Linked DNA regions of Gossypium hirsutum: region 1 is linked to region 2. The links are chromatin contacts, called in public Hi-C maps. All regions are on one chromosome and are shown on one strand. The core of a region is the stretch at or near the end of the contact, and the rest is flanking DNA. Distances in the headings are between cores, read along the strand shown.

Evidence for each region. A called contact is a pair of places that touch in the nucleus more often than the background predicts.
Region 1: a Hi-C map of leaf shows a contact between it and region 2, with 2.2 times the contacts expected there. The contact joins the promoter of LOC107941910 here to the promoter of LOC107933978 in region 2. A contact is called at or near these places in 2 of 34 Hi-C or Micro-C datasets (both in leaf).

The regions. Positions count from the first base shown.
Region 1 is chrA07:15,360,956-15,363,655 of Gossypium_hirsutum_v2.1, forward strand. It overlaps LOC107941910, which reads left to right and starts at 1,331. Exons shown (of 3, transcript XM_041117631.1): 1 at 1,331-1,545. The coding sequence starts at 1,503.
Region 2 is chrA07:15,140,267-15,142,966 of Gossypium_hirsutum_v2.1, forward strand. It overlaps LOC107933978 (photosystem I reaction center subunit XI, chloroplastic), which reads left to right and starts at 1,357. Exons shown (of 2, transcript XM_016866303.2): 1 at 1,357-1,831; 2 at 2,077-2,655. The coding sequence starts at 1,667. The coding sequence ends at 2,568. It overlaps LOC107934000 (FRIGIDA-like protein 3), which reads left to right. Exons shown (of 4, transcript XM_016866326.2): 4 at 1-347. The coding sequence ends at 145.

The DNA of each region.
Region 1 (2,700 bases), core at 81-2,580, 220 kb after region 2:
CAAATTTAAATAGAGTTATTTTTTTTAAGAAAATATCATATATTATTTAATAAAGTTAATATTTTATAATTTTTATGGTTTTTTAAATAGAATTTTTTGTTTGAAATTCAACTATAATTGAAAAAATAATAATTTTCAAGATATTTTTATATAGTAAATATTAACTTTATTATAATTTGGACTTATTTAATTGTTTTTAATAATACCGAGACTAAATTGATCTATTTAATAATAAAATTACTATTTAAGAATAAAAGGACTATTTTATATCAATCCCTATAATACAAGGACCTTCCAAATATTTTAACACAAAAAATACACATTTTCATGAATAATCTTTAGAATCCATATTCCGAAATATATATATATAATATTTAGATAAGGGTAAACTACACTCAAGGTGACTAAATTATTAGTAATTTTATATTTTAATCACTTAACTTCAAAAAGTTACAAAATGATTATTAGACTATTCAAAAGTTTTCATTTAAGTCACTTAATTATTAAAATAATTGTTGTATAACCTTCTCTGTTTGTACAACATGTACCAACTAAAAGCTCTATTTCCCCTTCTCTTTTACAATTCAGTTTTTTCATAAAACAGTTATAAATATCACGAATCTACAAACCAAAATTCAAATTACTTTCTTTTATGATCTTCGATATTGATCATCAGATCAATTTAGATCTAAAGTATCTTCTTCTACTCATCAATGTGTATTGATTCATCGTATAGGTTATCAAACCATCTATTGGAGCTTACTAGTTGGACTTTTAAAAAAATTATAATAATCCAATAACTTAAATTCAAACTTTCAAATTATCTAGTGGTCACTTTATAATTTTTTAAAATTGACTGATCAAAATAAAAATTTACTAATAGTTTATTAACCTTACCCTTTAGATAAAAATATCAATGTGATCCGACCAACTTGGGGGCAATTTAGTAAATCCATCCCGAGACGAAAAAAAGGAATTCAACTTTAAGAGGACAACTTATTTTCAGCCCCCACCGCACTCACCATCACGTTCCCTCACATCCACATTTGACTTCTCACCAATCTCATAAAATGACCCTTTTAACCTCCTTTTCCACCATACGTTTACATCACGCGCTATAAACTCGCGGTAACACAATTCAGTACATTTTATACAACAGCGAAAAGATCTAATTTGGTCTTGTACTTTTTTGTGGTTTTGATCTTCATTAAATCTTATCATTATCATCACAAGTAAATCATTAATCGTACATTTGTACCGATGAGCTACGTGTCAATATATGGACTGTTGATCAAACTACGTTTATCTTGATCCCAGACAAAGATGCGGATTTCCAGAACTGTACCTTCAAAATCATCTAATTATGCAAAAAAAGAAAAAAAATTATTCGTGCAAATGCAAGTGGCCAAGTGGGTGCTTTATGTTTAATCTTCTTTTTTTTCTCCATTTTTTCTGGGTTTTATTTGTGCTTTAATATGAAACCTTTTTTTTAGGTTTTTTTAATGGTTGATAAATTTGGTCTGGATCTGGGAATTAGGCTTCAAGGTTGTTCTTTTATAAATGTTTTTTATCTGAACTTTAATGCCCTATTTTTCTATTGAATTTTAATGTTAGGGTCGTTTATTGCTATTTTTTCTAGCATTTTTGAACTCTTTGTGCTTTCGATTTCAATATAAGTCTTTTTTGGCTTTGAGTAAGGATAAGCTGACCTTTGTTCTCTTCTAGAAATTTTAGTTCTGTTTGTTTACTGGGAAATATTAAGAAAAAAAATACAAATCCTGGAAAATTTTTAGTTTATTGAAGCTTGAAACAAACCCTTGATTTCTTCTCTTCTCTAAGCTTTTATTTAGTAAATTCAGCTCTTGAACTAGTGTTAAAATCCAATAAAATTTTCTTATTGACTTTTGAGTTAGTTAAAAAAATATGGAAGATCATAAGGTGTTTGACATTTTGTCTTTAATTCTTAAGGCTTTATAATATGCATGATCATCACATATATATAAGTTCCCCTCTTTCTTCTTACTTGTCCAGCCAGCTAGGAAGATTACAGAATCTTCGGCGAGTTTTTGGTGAACAATTTGCTCCATTTACATTGAAATATCTATACATATAAATATTATATTGCTAGGATTGTCTAGGATTAGCGACTTAAATCGAAGTTATCATCTTTCATTGCATGTGATATTACTTCACTGTTTAATGCTCACAAAGTTATGTTTCTTTTATCTTTTTGAATGGACATATATATATGTATGTATATACATGTATATACTGTCCATAGTACTAATGTTGCTGTTAAGATCATAGTATATTGAATGTTCCATACAGTTGCGCTGTTGTGGTTATGAACAGTGTTGTCAAGGGCGCAAGGTGCATTTTGGGCGCTGGCATCCTTATATTGCCTCAGGTGCAAGGCGCTACAAAAAGCGTTAGCCTGAGTGAAGTGAAGGGCAATATGCATATGTGTGAGTTTTTGTAAGTGTTTGTGTGTATATATAATATATAAAGATAAAGATATAAACTCCAAAGTGTGGTCTGCAATTTATTGGTCAATATGCATGATTTCCTTATGGTCAATGTTGTTGAATGCTCAAATATTGAGAAATGTAGAGTTTGATATTATCTTTTTCTTACTGGTAAAGCTATATCTAATGAAAATAAGTGAAAAATAAAAGAAATTAAAGAGAAATTCAATCACGC
Region 2 (2,700 bases), core at 107-2,606:
CGTGTATGACAGACCCTATGTTTACGCCGGACCTGCTGACAACCACAGCCACTCTCTTCTTGCTTCTGCTACCTACAACTTCTCTCCTAGTCATGGGAACTACTTCGGAAACGGGTACCAGTATCAGACTCCGTATCTTCACTAATTCCCAAAAATGGCATAAAGGTAACTATGATCCTCTCACTTTAGCGGTTAGCTTTAACCTTTCAGGTGCAGTGTATGAATGGATTTAGTATTTAAAAAAAAAAAAACAAAAAATGGAAAAAAAAAAGTGCTGTTTAATTTTAATCTGGTGTAGACGAAGATATTTTGATCCTCTAATATATATGCACTCTCTTTTATATGTATATCCGTTGTTTTATTATTTTATATTTTGTTCTTTTCTCCTAGTTTTGTATGGATTGTGGAAGTTGCACAGGTAAGTGTTTGGTATGCTACATGGTGTATTCTAACAGGATAATATTCTTATCCTATATATACACACAACAATGGCTAGCTCGGGTTGGGGTTCATCCTTTTTTATCGGAACGACAATGCAGCACATTTTTGTGGTTAATCGCTTTATCTCTTTAGAATACTCTCGCAATGAGGGATGTTGGTAAAAAAAAAAAGAAAAAAAAAAGAAAAACCAGCTCAGATCTACAAAGGCCCAAATACCAAGTATAGACAAGCAGCTGGATCAGTCCACTGCGTCAGTCTAACACCAATCCAGTTCACCACCTCATAACACCAACAACAGCAAACTTTTTTTTTTTTTACAACTTGCACGGTGATTATATTATTAGTAAATTTATATCTTAAATTTAGAAGGTTACAAAATATTTATTAAATGATTTAAATTTTTTTATTTAAGTTAATTATTCAAAACCTTTTTATTTAAATTATTGGGTTAACTTGTTTTTAAAGGTTTAATTAGCGGTTCTAAGTGACTATTCAATGATTAATACGGTTGATTAATATTTATCGATGCGTAGAAAAATATATGTTAGATTTAAATTGCGATTTAACGATCAGTGTTAGAAATTGAAAAAAAAATTGTTTGCATTTTAGTTTCTAGTTTCGTAATATTTAAAATTATTTATTTAAAAAAAATTAAAGTGTATAAAAAAAAGAAAAGAAAATGAGAGCTTTCAATTAGTGCAACAGTATGAACAAAAAAGGTCCTACATTTAAATAGTCAAATAACTTAATTTTTTTGAAATTTAGTGATTAAAACATAAATTTAGATGTAGTTTATTATTATTATTATTATTATTATTATTATTATTAATTTTTACGAGTTGCACACTCTTAGCTAGAATAAATTACTACCACAGCTATTAGTAAATAATTCAGATCAAACGTTGAAGTTGAGCAAACTAATTTTTGACCAGCAGAATATATAAAAAAGGCAGTGGCAAAATTGAAGTGATAAAACTAATAACCAAAGAAATCTATAATATGTGTGCAATATTTGGTGCAATGGATATGGATAGGGGATGATAAGATTTATACATTCTCCTATCCAATAAAAATATTCTATGTTGACACCTCATCTTTCTTAAACCACAATTTTCCCAGAATTAGATACTCTTTGCCTTCATATCCTCTCATTTTACCTTGGCTTCTATTACTTGTATATTTTCTACTTCCAAGTTTCTCCTTCTTGAGTTCCCTTTGATCTTCAATGGCTACTACTTCTCCAATGGCAAGTCGGCTGAAGAGCAGTTTTACATCATCTCTTACAAGAAAACTAGTTGTCCCAAAGGGAATTTCCGGAGCCCCATTTATATTCTCACCCGGCAAGACCCGAACTCCCTGTTTCACTGTCAAAGCTGTTCAATCAGACAAGGTAAGCAAATGGTCGTAAACCCATTTATGGGATAAAATGTATAGTGTACGTATCTGTGTTAGAAAGGAGTTAGATTGTATTTTACTTTCTTTACTCTAAAAATGATTGCAATTTTTAATATAATAGATTAGTATACTCTTTCATTTATTGTACAAAAATTAATTTATCCATTCTTGAAAGAAAAATACAATCCAGCTTCCCCATAAATGATGAATTAAGGGGTTTTTTTTTTTCTTTTTTTGCAGCCAACATTTCAAGTAATTCAACCCATTAATGGTGACCCATTCATTGGAAGTCTAGAGACACCAATCACATCAAGTCCTTTAATTGCTTGGTACTTATCCAACCTTCCAGCTTATAGAACAGCAGTGAACCCACTTCTAAGAGGCATAGAAGTTGGTTTAGCCCATGGTTTCCTCTTAGTAGGTCCATTTGTCAAAGCTGGTCCTTTAAGGAACACAGCTGTTGCAGGTCAAGCTGGTTCATTAGCAGCTGCTGGTTTAGTTATAATCCTAAGCATTTGCTTAACCATGTATGGTGTTGCATCATTCAATGAAAGTGAACCTTCTACAGCTCCAAGCTTAACCTTGACTGGGAGAAAGAAGGAGCCTGATCAGTTACAAACAGCTGAAGGATGGGCTAAGTTTAGCGGAGGTTTCTTTTTTGGTGGAATCTCTGGTGTTATTTGGGCTTATTTTCTTCTTTATGTACTTGACCTTCCTTACTACGTTAAATAAGACCATCGTCTTTATGCTTTTTAAGTAATTGTAAATCAAGTGATTGTCACTTTTCTCTTATGTTTAATGATCATTTTATTGCATCAACTTAAGTTTTTATTTCAATGCCATAATTAATTGCTAAGTGATAGG